2 separate regions of the Cricetulus griseus genome follow, and region 2 is linked to region 1. The links are chromatin contacts, called in public Hi-C maps. All regions are on one chromosome and are shown on one strand. Each heading gives the region's core, a stretch centred on a gene start, on an enhancer-like site or on the middle of the called end of the contact. The rest is flanking DNA. Distances are from core to core; before and after follow the strand shown.

What was found. Hi-C and Micro-C count contacts between places; a contact is called where the count stands out from the background.
Region 2: a Hi-C map of liver shows a contact between it and region 1, with 2.4 times the contacts expected there. The contact joins the enhancer-like site here to the promoter of Adamts8 in region 1. A contact is called at or near these places in 6 of 8 Hi-C or Micro-C datasets (the CHK-Q cell line, the CHL-YN cell line, the CHO-K1 cell line and 2 more).

What each region holds. Positions count from the first base shown.
Region 1 is chr4:143,381,011-143,387,717 of CriGri-PICRH-1.0, forward strand. Adamts8 (A disintegrin and metalloproteinase with thrombospondin motifs 8) reads left to right here and starts at 2,815. Exons shown (of 9, transcript XM_027411735.2): 1 at 2,815-3,582. The coding sequence starts at 2,815.
Region 2 is chr4:143,529,579-143,536,285 of CriGri-PICRH-1.0, forward strand. Zbtb44 (zinc finger and BTB domain-containing protein 44) reads left to right here. Exons shown (of 6, transcript XM_027411737.2): 6 at 1-772. Among named protein-coding and RNA genes, the nearest start is that of St14, 47 kb to the right of the region's middle. Within about 2 kb of position 2,538, at least 1 of the 6 cell types and tissues checked has open chromatin away from gene starts, as enhancers often do.

The sequences.
Region 1 (6,707 bases), core at 1,565-4,064:
AGGGGACAAAAATGGTAATATAGGAACTCCATAATTGGTCCATTTGAGATTTTCAGTGGTGGGTGTGATAGTGTTTATTTTTGCTGTAGTGATTTCATCCACCATGTTTTAAGGGTTTCCTCTCCAAGCCATCTACCATTCCTGCAAGGAGAGGATTAAGCATAGCTAAGGTACGGGTGACACCTTGTGGTTGCACTGCAAATTGCAGGCACTTCCCTGGAAGTTGCCATGGAGGCAACCTCCTAGAAAGATGAACTGAGCAGGCAGAGGGCAGCCAGGTTGGCTCCTGGGATAGTTTGGCAGTCCGCAATTGTTGTATGATTATAGTTGTGGTTGTTGATGAAATGGGGCAAGATAAAGTCCAAAGCAGCTGTCTCCAAAGGGGGCATCCAAAGGCGGTGCTTCTTCCTATTTTAAAACAGTAGCAGCTGCAGTTTCCAAAGCCTTCCCAATTGAAAGCACCAGCAACATTCAGTTCCCCTAGCTTGGTTATAGCCATTGATGTCTAAGTACAAAAGAGGAGTTAAACACTTTTCTCAAATAGTTACAAAGGAGAAAGAAGACACAGGGAAAGCATCTAACTACTATTGAAAACTAAAGGTTGAAAGCCAGGCATAAGGTTCCAGCACATACCTGTGACTTCAGTGCTCAGGAGGCTAAGGTGAGAGACTAAGAAGTTTAAGGCAAGCCTGGGCTGTGTAGTCAAGACCTTGTCTTAAGAAAGGGGAAGGGGGAAGGAGTTCCACACTTGAAAATGGTGAACAAGGGACTTACCGGCAAAGACCAGTAATTGAAATGTCACCTCAGCCCTGAGGCAAATGGGATTACTCATTTCTCTATACAGGTCTCACGGTCCCAGGGGTATTAAACTGTTGTGGAATAAGCATTTTGTTCATTTTCAGTAGAGTCGAAGCACTGATATTTTCCATTCCCCTGCCTCTAGGAGTATTTCACCCAAACTTCCAATTCTCTGTGCAGGACACAAAGGAGATTCTGCACCTTGAAGGTTCTCCCTTTTTTATTTAAATTCTTTAATTACTACTCATATTTACATATCCATCCTCCCCATTCCCTCGCCTTCCCATCCTCCCATGTTCCCCACTAACCCACACACACACACAAGCCATCCCCGGACTCCTCCCCAGGGATAGTGAGACCCTCCACCAGGGACCTTCAAAGTCTGTCATATCGTTTGGGGGAGGGCCTAGACCCTCCTTGCTGTATCTGGGCTGCAATAGTATCCCTCCATAGGGAATGGGCTCCCAAAGTCCTTATGTGCTCTAGGGATAAAGACTGGCTCCACTGTTAGAGGACCCGTAGACTGTCTTGGCCTCCTAGCTGGCACCCACATTCAGAGGGCTTGGTACCTTGAAGGTTCTCAAGCGCCCATTTGCATTGCTGTAAAAGCAGAGAGGACTTGAGGGTGTCAGGGCTTCTCTCAGCTGTGGGCACAAGCATAAGCAGCGTAGTTATGGGTAGGTGAGCTGGCAAATGGCATGTCCTCCGTGCTGGCCGATCAGAAGGGGCACGGGGGGGGGGCTGTCTTGGACTGGAACTGAGAGAACAGGCATCTGAATCCAATCTAGATCTGCACCCTTAAGACCGAAGTGGATACAAATATTAGTTTTATGGTCTTAAGACTCTGTCATCACTTTCCGTGGGTCCCACTCTTCTACAGGAAGATGCAGTGTATGGCAGAGTGAATTAGTTTCCCATATGCATGTATGTATATATGTATGTATGTATGTATGTTTTTTTGTTTTTTGGAGCTCTGGGCAATGCAGTAAAGGGGACCTTTCCTCGTGTCACCAAGGCAACTGGCAGAAGTGTATGATGGAAGACAGCCTGAAGAAATGCTTCCTCCGAGGCTAACTGGGAGCTTAATGGTACTCAATGCACTTTGCCTGGTTGGTGTTACTTCTCAGCGCCCACTGTCCTCAGAAATAAGCAATTAAGAGTCCTTGCTAGCCTTGACCCGGCTTTTTTTTTTTTCTTTAGGTCTGCGGTGGTCTTAGTGACCAGCGTGATTTCAGTGTGACTTTCTCTCACTTGTGTTTTACCATTAAAGGCTCTGGAATCGTCTCCAAAAATTTCTTTTAACACTGCCAGGTCTGTACAGGAATCTGCATACTGTCGCTGAGACCAATGCAGAAGCCTCTTCAAGATAGTGTGCAGTGTCCCCAGCACCTGGCTCTACCACAGGAAGAGGCTAGCATCTCTCTCCTCTAGTACTTGCCTTTAGGGGCTGTCCAGCAGTAGAGGAATTGGCATGGGTCGTCACGTAGAAAGAAAGAAAAAACGCTAAAGTTGCCACTTAACTACTTAACTATGGGGAGGGGCTCACTGACTCCTGATTGGTTTTACATTTCAACCTTTTTTTTTTCTTCCTCTCCCTCTTTTCTGTTTCTGTCTCTGACCCCAGGGGAGGGGAAACGGGAATAGTGAGAGATCAAAAATAAACCTCTTATGTCAAAGCCGGGAAGGAAGTATAAATACGAAGGGCTCGGCAGCCCACTCGGTACTTCCCGAGGAAGGAGGCGACTGCACCGGACAGCATGGAGGAGAGCGCTCGCAGTCCGGGGCGCCAGCTGCTCGAGATCCGCTAGGTTGGCTGGCTGGCGCAGGAGGAGCGGGCTGCGCGAACTAGAGGGGCCGCCAGGGGACCGCCGCGCCTGCTGCCGCTGGCCGAGTCGGCCTCTCCATCTGATTGATCACTTTTCCTGGAGAGAGCGGCCCGGCCGCCTTTGGCCACCAGCACCTGCCTGAGCGCGGCTGCCTTCTTCCCTCTCCCGTGCTCCGCAGCCCTCTGCCCCCATGCTTCTCGACCCCACCGCCGCCCGGTGGCCGCCCCTCCTGCTGCTGCTATTGCAGCTGCTGCCGCCGCCGCCACTCGTCTGCGGCGCCCCGGCAGAGCCGGGAACCAGGTCGCAGGCCTCGGAGCTGCTGGTGCCCACGCGGTTGCCGGGCAGCACGAGCGAGCTCGCCTTCCACCTGTCTGCCTTCGGCCAGGGCTTCGTGCTGCGCCTGGCGCCTGACGCCAGCTTTTTGGCACCCGAGTTCAAGATCGAGCGTCTCGGGGGCTCCGGAGCTGCGGCCGGGGGCGAACCGGGGCTGCGCGGTTGCTTCTTCTCTGGCACGGTGAATGGGGAGCGAGAGTCACTGGCGGCGGTGAGCCTGTGTCGCGGGCTGAGCGGCTCTTTCTTGCTGGCAGGCGAGGAGTTCACCATCCAGCCGCAAGGCGCTGGGGACTCCCTGGACCAGCCTCACCGCCTGCAGCGCTGGGGGCCGGGGCAGCACAGGGAGGACCCCGGGCTCGCCGCTGCCGAAGTCTTCCCTGTCCCTCAAGGACTCAAGTGGGAGGTGGAGATGGGTGAGGGGCAGGGACCGGAGAGAAGTGACGACGAAGAGGACAGGGAGCAGGACAAAGAGGGGTTGCGCAAAAAGAGAGAAGACTCCAGCGAACTGCCACCACCCTTAAGATCCAAAACTAGGAGCAAAAGGTTTGTGTCCGAGGCTCGCTTCGTGGAAACACTGCTGGTGGCTGATGCGTCCATGGCTGCCTTCTATGGGACAGACCTGCAGGTAGGACTCGAGAACCTCCCGCGGATGCTAACAGTCGATAACATCCGTCTCTTCCCAAACGACTCTCAATTCTTCCCTTCCCACTGAGGGTGGGGTAGGGGGGACTCTTCGAGCTCCCAAGCCCAACCCCAAAGGGGACTTTCTCCTTTCTGAGAAAGAGCAGTAACTCCATTAACTTCTGCTATCCCGGTTTCCTATTTCCCAACCCCTAAGTCCCTTCCAATTTACAGTAGAAGTGCTGGCTCTGATTCTTCCGAGCTGGCATCCTGAGTCTCCCGCAGTCCCCAGGCACCTGCTTTCTCCCAAAGGACATGAAAACTGCACTTTTTTTTTTTTTCCTTTAAGAATCCTGCTCCTCTTGGGCCAGCTTCCTACAACTCTCTAGTCTCTAGTGTCGGTGACTCTCTGATGCTCCCTAGCTGGGACGAGGTGGCTGGGACTGTCTGGGTACAGAACTGAGGTTCCTGTAAGTAAAAGAAGTTAGAGGAACCTGGAAGGAAGCTTTCCAACTTGTGTGCGCCCAGCTGGTTCTGATCAAGGGGCACGAGCTACCTTGCCAACCTGGCGCTCAGCCTCGGCAGAACTTGGCAATGCCAGCATCCAGCACAAGAAGGGAGGAGAACAGAATTTCTGCCTTGGGGGTTCAGCCCAGAAAACTGAAGTTTCAGTGACAAGAGAGGGAGCTGGGTTAAAGGTGAAGTTTTTCAGTTTACTGTGTCTAAAGGAACCAGAGCTGACCAGCCACCCTCAGCCCAGAGTCAGCTTTCAAATGACCTGGCAGAGAAAACTGAGTCCAGGACACTGTCGCTAGTAGGCTAGTAGCTGAGCATTCCTAACTACATGTAGTTGGTGCTGACTCAGCAAGAAATGTCCACCACCATCACCATACCACCACCACCACCACCCCAATACCTCCCTCCCAAGACAGGACAAAGATTTTACAAAAGGAGAAGGGATAAGGGTCCCATCTTCTAGAACATACAGAACTAGAAATGTTAGCTCAGCTAGAGGAAACCGACCTGCCCAGAGATCACAGATCCGCCAGTCAGAGATCCCAGAACCACAGCAGCCCAGTTAGCACTTTGACAGTGGTGGTGCCCTTTATTAGGGTCTCCATCTTAGCCTCAGCCTGTGCCTGAGTGTTGTGGGTGCCAAGGACATGGACATTACCTTTGCAGAATGGCCAGACAAGGGGACAGACAGACAGCCTTCTGCTTCTCATCAGGTCATTCCCGCCTTTCTGTGCTTCATGAGAAAGTTTCGGTAAAAACCAGATGGAGAGGACAGGAAATGCTGTGGGTGAGAAGTCCAAATGATTGCTGGTCTATCTACTGCACAGACCAGTTAAACCTGGGGCAGGATCCCTGCATGCTTTTGTGGTATTGGCTCTGCTCAGAGCACTGCAAGACAGCTCTGAGCCATCAGACCCTTGAGGTTTAATCGGTGCTGATGGATATTTGATTTGTTGCCTACTCTAAGAGGAAGCACCAGCCACTTCTGACTCCTTTCCCCCAGTATGTATTGGAGATGTAAAAAAGGGTGAGGAGAGGGCTTCCCAGTTCACTAAGACCAATGCACCTGGCTACAGGCTACCACAGGAACAAACCCAGAACTAAAACTTACACCCCTATCCCCCAATTGGACCAGTCTCTGACATCCTTGACAGCCAAAATGTAGAAAGACCAAGAACAACAAGGAGAAATTGCAGGAAAGCCAGTTTTTCAGAACTCAGAGCCAAGATGTCCTCCCTAGCACCTCCCTCAACTCCTCATTTAAATACTGAGATGTTAAACATTTCCTTCAAGGATGTACTTGGCATCTCCAAAACTCACAGTTGTCCAGGCTCCAGAATTCCCGAGCTACCGAAGCAGGACATCTGGTTCTGCCCCGGGTTAGGCTGACTTCTGCTGGAGGTCCAGGTTTGTTGCTCATACAAGTTGACTTTCTCTGTGAAAACCACCAAGTCCTGCTATTTTAAGACTCGGCTAATTCAAACCCACCCCCTTCACACAGAAGCCAGTCCTTAGCATGTAACCTGCAGGGAGACGGAACAATTCATTCACATAGATAGAAGGCACTTTGGGGTGTATTTGGCTAATGAGATGGGCAATGATGAGGACAAGAGCCCCTGATCCTCTAAGGAACAAGACACTTGGACAATGTAATGGATTCTGGTCTACACATCTGTGAGACTGCCTTATGATGAGCCCAACTTCTGGAAGATTCAGCCATTCTCTAAGAATGGTTTTACATGCAGGACCTCAATAGAAATGCTTCAGAGAGAGGAAAAGTATACAGCTCAAAGAGGACTTGTGACTTTCCTAAGGTCACTCTAGTAAGTGTGGCAAGCTAGATTTGCCACACACCCCAGATTTCCTGAACCTAATGCTAGCATTCTTTGTTGTTGTACCACACTGCATATTCTCATGAGTGGTTCTAACCACACTCTCACCGCTGTCTCCTTTGTAATGGCTCCTTTTAAATCCAGCAGTCTCAAGATGCCCCCCAAAGTGCCAAGCCCCATTCTTAGAAGAAACCACTGTTATCTTCAAAGCTTCAAGAAAGAATCAGCTATGACCTAGACTGTCACTGCTAGTGACAGGTGTCACTCTAGTGACAATGACATTTACCAGAACTCTGTAAGTGAGTTCACTTAATCCCTTCACAAGAGGGACCTCTACCTCCCACCTTCTTATCTGGTTTCAGAGTTAAGGGCTCATCATGAAGCAGTCTCACAGATGTGTAGACCAGAATCCATTACATTGTCCAAGTGTCTTCTTGTTCCTTAGAGGATCAGGGGCTCTTGTCATCATCATTGCCCACCCCATTACCCAAAGACACCCCAAAGTGCCTTCTATCTGTGTGGATGAATCGCTCAGAGCTTTCCTGCAGGTTACATGTTAAGGACTGGCCTCTGCATGGAGGGGGTGGGTTTGAATCAGCCCATTCTTAAAGTATCAAGACTTGGTTTTCTCAGAAAAAGTCAACTTATATGAGCAACACACCTGGACCTCCAGCAGAAGTCAGCTTAACCTGGGGCAGAACCAGATGTCCTGCTTCAGTAGCTCAGGAATTCTGGAGGCCTGAACAGCAGCGATTTCTATCAGAGTTGGGACAAAGGAGAA
Region 2 (6,707 bases), core at 1,288-3,787, 150 kb after region 1:
AAAAGCTGAATTCAGTTACATGAATAGGCATTTCCATGTCCTCTACCCCTCTCCTAGAACAGTACTACTCTCCCCTGTGCCAGTCCCCAGTTCACCAGCTTTGTACCAGTTGTCGTCATCTCATTCAAGTATAGCTTTACTTGGTGACAGTGGCCATAGCTAAATTACTTGGCATGTTTGACTTCCTACAATAACAAAATGGTCTTAAACTTTGTTTTGTTTGATTTCCTTAAAAAATGTATACGGTGTCATAACTTCACATTTTATATATTAGTATCTGGCTATTAGTATTTTACAGAAACCATGGTTCTTGGTGACTACATATATATATATATATATATATATATTTTTGTGACTTTTGTAAACTAAGTGCCGTTTCAATGTTACAATCATTTTTAGAGTTATTGTAATCAATGTGAATATCATGTTTTTTCAAATCTGTTCTGAGCCTAGTGTTTGCTTTGTGAAAATAATGTGTATTGTATATATTCTGTATAGTTAATACTGTACTGAAATATTAGCTTGTTTGATATGAGAAAAGTATGTATTGAGTACCTTTTTGCTAGCCTGATTGCTTAATCTTTTTTAAAAAAGATTTAAACTTTTGTTTTTTAAATCTTTAACTGACCTTTATTACATGGTCACAAATAAGTTACAGTTAGAAGGGATGGACAGGGAAAAAATTAGTCTTGAGTGTCTTTGGATAGAAACATGAGACTAAGATTTGTTTTTGTTTTTCCTCATTAAAATATCTTACTGGTGTTTTATGAAATAAGTTTTCCTGCTGTTGTCATTGACCGTTGGCTAGAAGGAGGAACTGGTTATTGAGTATGTGCAGACTGGAGACTCATACTGAACAGCGTCTGTCAGTGCATCTAAGTGTCGATACTGTCACAGCATGCCCAGGCCAGGCGGGAATCATAAAGAGGGCAGTTGGGGAAGCCATTAGGTCTGGGAGCTAGAAGCCAGGTTCCTGGATAACTCTACTCACTGGATGGTGGGTTGCCTCTGGTTTTTATGTTTTGGTTTTTTTCCTATTTAATATTGATTAGGTAGAAACACATTGCTGCCATTTCAGTGGTAACAGACAAACGGGATCAAAACAAGTGGGAAATGGGAAGGCAGCCCAGTGTAGAAGTACTAGTTTGCCTGTGCAAGCATGAAAGGGGCCTCAAACAAAAAGACTGCTGTGCGCTCAGGCAGCCAAGATCATTTTAGTCCGTTAGGTTCCGAGACACAGGCAGGTTTCAAAGAAGTACATGGTAGTGGGCATCTTTTAACAAGTTATCAAACATCTAACGTCTGCCCTATCCTTTATGGTGCAAGATACCAAGGAATCAGGATAGGGCAGAGATAAAATTCAAAATGATTTTATCTTGCAGTGTTCTTGAATGGAAAGACTCAAAGAATGATACTAAAAGCAATAACCAAAGATAATGCTTTCTAAATTGGTTAGAATTAAAATGAATAATTTGAGCCTTCTTTCTTAGGAACAAGGAAGTTTGTTCTAAGAAATAAACAGAGAAAGTTAGCAAATTATAAACATACTAAATTTTGAGGGAGGGGAGGTGTACATAAATCTCTTTTCTCAAATTTTAATGTAATTCTTTTTTATATCAAAAACCTTCACAGCTGTAAATCAGAGATAGAAAGCCCACCCTCCCTCCAGCAGACTGCTCTGTGACCACAGTTGGAATACTAGACGAAAAGAGTTGCTGTTGCTGCCAGTCCTGTTCCTTTGGTTCTAATCAGTGTACTTGAATTATCCTGCCCACCCCACCCAAAAAAAATGAAATATTTGTACTTTGTAAACAGGGAATAGACCATCACAAAGCACATGGCAGAGTTGGCAGAACTTCTACATTGGACCCCCCATTTGTCAGTCTCTGCCTAATTTTTCCCACAACCATGTTTTTAGCCACAAAAGTTTATTAGCGGTGTACAGTAGGCTCTAAGACAACACTTACATTCTATCAATAGAAGAAATTAAAAAAAAAAAAAAAAAGCAGCAAGCCCTTCTCTGCTGCCTTTGGAGTTTCTTCTGTTTCCATGTGAAAGCACTGAGTTTCTTTTCCGGCTGTTTCAGACTTGACTGTGCCACCTGTGTAGCATGACATGGTACCTTTGGCTCTCTCCCCAGACCCCATCCTGAGTCCTGCTGCTGGTTTTACTGGAAGTCATTTACTGAATGAGTCTCATTTACCAGGGAACCTGAAGCCTTGGGCAGGATCAATACTTGCCCCACCCCACTGCAGGCACAGCTAGTATGTGGACAGCCTCAGGTGAATCATCTTAATTCTTGTCATTTAGAGATCATCCATTGGAAAAGTTGCTATAGAACACAACCAAATAAAGATTCTCAGACTGGTTTAAGTTGGGGACCAAGGCAGAAATGCTGTCTTAGTGATAAGTGTGTGTATACATAGTAGGGTCCTACAGTGACTCACTGCAGCATAGACTGGCTGTTAATCCTCTTGGCCAGGTCAGAGGGAACTCAAACTATACCACCCTGTGTCAGCAATTTTTCCACCTGCTTCCTCAAACATCACAGTCCATGTCTCCCTTGTCAAGGGAGCCTCCTGCTCTCCGGGTGGGACTTCCCCTTTAACATAACGTTCTGTATTTTCATTAGTTGTCATTGACAACTGTCGTATTCATCCTGGCCTGACTGTCAGGAAAAGCATGGGGGTGAACCAGCACTTGAGGAAAGGTTTGTGTGGACAGTGAAGGAGAGTGCTTCAGGTAGAGGGCCGGCGAGAGCAAGATAATGTACCCGACTTTGTGGCGCTCCTGCGTGGGAGGAGTAGAGGATTGTGATGAAAGCACCTGCCCAGCATAGAAGGGTCAGGTGGAGTTCAACACTGACTTGGGATTTTTTTGAGGCACTGTCTCAAAAGAAGAAAGAAAAAACTGTATTTGGTAGGAAAACTGATCAAGTTAACTTGAGCAGAAGACCAAGGTCAGAGCTCTCTAGAAAGATTCAGAACAAGATTTGAGAGAATACAGGCTTCACTGAGTCCCTCAGAGTTCAAGTTAGAGCCCAAGAGAAGGTAAGAGAGTAGAACTGCCAGAGAAGCATCAGGTTAGAGGGTTGGCTAGAAAGTGGACCTTGAGCCGAAGTGCAAGACTTGGCTCCCAGCAGTGGGGAATACCTTCTATGTCCATTCCATACCCATGGCCTATTACACTGCTCAGGTAACCTGGCCTTGGTTTTGAAGGGAAAGTCCAAAATAAAGGAAGAAAGAATGAGTTTTGACTGGGCAACTGCAAGAGGACCACTGTATAGCTTAGAGTTAGAATGTGCACTCTAATGTCAGAGTCCCCAGGTGTGATCCCCGTTGCTGCAGGTCAAAGGATGAGCCTATGTCCAGCTGAGGAAAGTGTCCCTCCTTAGAATGGTTGTATGATATTTAGTTTGTTATTAATGTACTTGTCTTCTGGCAGAATTCGTCTACTCAACCAAATTAGAGAGATTTGAGTATTCCAGACATTCTCTGGCTTCTTAAGTCATTGGTTCATAAGCATTGGACAACCCTAAAACCCGGTGTGTTGGGGCATAGAAACACAGATCTTGCCTGCTGGAGTTGTCCTGGGAGGGTGGGGAGCAGGCCAACAAAAAAGAGAAAGGTGGACTATGTAGGTTAGTATGTGCTGAAGGAAAATCTATTGGTAGGCTGAGTGAGGTCAGGTGACCAAAAGTGAGTTAACTCAAGCCCCGAAGGAGATAGTCACAGGCATAGGGAACCATGCCTGCCAGTCCATGTGCACACATTGTCTTTCTGTCTCTCCCCCCTCCCTCCTTCTGTCTCCCCTTCCCTCCCTCCCTCCCTCTCTCTCTCTCCCTCCCTTCCCCCCTCACCTCACATAGCACCCAACTTCATGACCAGGAAGGTGCGCTATCCAGAACAAAAGCTAAAAGCAGACATTGCTGAAGAGATTCAGGATGTGAAACTGAATGACAGTGGGAGTTGCTCTTCCGCTCAATGCATGTCTTCCTGCACTTATTCAGAGGCCTGTTCTCTGCAGAACAAGCCACTAAGTAGGTTCACTCAGAAACTCAGTGTTACAGATCTAGTTTTTGGAAGAGCTGAGCCTTGTTCTCAATATCAATTCTTTTAACATCATTAAAATGTCATTTAAAATGCTCTGCAGGCTACAGTGTACTCAGTTACAGAGTAGCATCCTCAGGGTGAGACTTCTGCATGTCAAACACATACCTTGGTGCAGAACTGATGGCTAGGTAAACCACTCACTGCTAGTCCCAGAATGCACACACATGCATAGCTCCCAACCAAGCCTGTGTTCCCCTCAACCAGTGAAGCAGCTTTGTAAAGACCTAGGAAGGACTGACGTCTAAGCAGGAAGCTGTGTGTAAATTGAGCACTGCTCCCTAGTACCCAGACCATGCTACACTTGTAAATAGTTCTCAAAAGCTGCATACTGTGGGATCCCCTTATCACATCTTCATGCACATCCATGTGTACATGTAACGTTTATCTCCATGACATGTAGGCGGAGCTGAGGAAGAAGGGCCTCCCAAGGTCTCAAAGTACTGCTGAACTATTTTTAGACCCATGCAAGGCACCTCTCCCAGGTCTGACTGATACAGGACACTGCCACAGTCCGTGGACTGAAAGCCTCATAAGATCAGCCCAGCCCTAGTGAGTCCACCCTTCCTTGCTCAGGATTCTCCATGCTGTCACCTGCAGCATCCTTTCCAGTCCACGTTCCTACATGAGTTGCGGATTCCCCAGTGTGCACTCTCCTCCCATCAGTACCCTCCTGCCCCGTTCTTGCCTCAGCTTCTAGTGTGTGCTGTGGGTGTACCAGTTCCCTCCCATTAGCAGCAAGGAGGATGAGCAAGGCAAGCAGCTCTTCTGTACTCACTGGGCAGAGGAAACCAGCACAGCTCAATCCTGACAGCTCCAGGATCCTGGGTACCTGCAGAAGCCAGAAGAGGCTATGAATCCCTAGAACTGGAATTAAAGATGGTTGTGAGCTGTCGTGTGGGTATTGGGAATAGAACCTGGGTCTTCTGGAAGAGCACCCAGTGCTCTTAACATCTGAGCCATCTCTTTGGCTCTTAATTAACATACTTGTTGCACAAAATAATGACTTTAGCTGTAACATTTTTATACATGAATATACCATGCCTTGTCATAATTTCTCATTCTCCCATTTTCTCACCTCCATACGTCCCTCTCCCTGGCTCCTAATAGTCTCTATTTTCAGGTCATCTTATTTTTTGTTTTCACATGTAAAGATAACATGTCCTTTTAATCTAAAGTATGTCCTGACTCCAGCTCTGATTGATTGCCATGCTGAGGATAGAACCCAGAGCTTTCTTCATATTGGGCATTACCACTGAGCTAGCTAGTCCACAGATTCCAATACTTGTCTTTCTGGGGAGGAGTTATTTTACCCCATATTATACCCATCCCTTTTCTTGTAAATAACAGGATCCCATTCTTTATGGGTGAATAATGCTCCATTGTATATATAAACTACATTTTCTTTATCTGTAGATAGGCACTCAAGCTAATTTTATGACTTGGCTGTTACGGGTAATACTGCAGTCATCATGGGAGTACAGGTATCTATATTTGGGCTGATTGGAGTCCTCTAGATGTTTCCAGAAGTGGTATAGCTGGATCATAGGGTAGTTCATATCCTTTTTTTTTTTTTTCTTGAAACACTTCCACACTGACTAAAAGTTGGGTCATGTGTAAGGGTCCCTTTTACATCATCCCCAAAATTTGTTGTCTATTAATCACCATTGTGACTGGGGTGAAATGGGGTCCCAATGTGGTTTTGATTTGCATTTCCCTGATGGCTAAAGATACAGTGGCATTTTCTCCGTACATACTGGCCATTTTTACTCTCTTGGGAATTATCTATTCGAGTTATTTGTGCATTTAAAAAATCTGGTCACACACACACACCTTTTGTCAAGTGTTTGGAGTACCTTATGATAGCTATTAGCCTGGTAAGAAGAATTGGGTCCAGGAGACTGAGTCCAGCATGAGAGTCATGCTCTTCCCTATGCCTCTCTTACCTCGGTATTTGGGAGTTAATGACTGTACTCCCAGTAGTTGGAACAGAGACTTGGTACCTGGTAAGAAATCAGTAAGTGTCCTTGAGGGTCCTGGTGGAGGGAGAGCAAGCACACTGGGGAATCCTAACTCACTTGTAACCAAATGTAAGGTGGGAATTTGACTGGAAAGTGTGCTGCTGCAGGTGCCTGCATGGAGAACTTTGGCCACAATCACAGAAGTTCACAAAAAGATGTATAGCCAACTAACATGACTGCAACAAGAGAGCCATTTAAGCCCAGGAGTTCCCAGAGCAGTATGGGCAGTATAATCAGAAGCTATCTTAGGAAGGGGTGAGGGGAGACCATTGTGAACCTCCAAATACTCCCTACTTCTCCATCGTTTGAACACTCAGCAGTGAAGGCCCCTGTACAAAACACTTTGCAGGACCTTAGCTTACATGTACATGGACCAAGTCTTCAGCTTCCCTGGTATCTGAGGGAAGCAGAAAGGCTAGAAAGGCAGACTAATGGTGTTGGGTTTACTTAACCTTAGAGAAGAAATGCTTTAGGGAATGGAGGCTTCCAAATGCTTTAAAGGCGATGAAATCCAAGCTTTGCCCAACCTGCCCTGAGGAGCACTTCCAGGCTGGCCATAAGAGAAAAAATGAAGGGC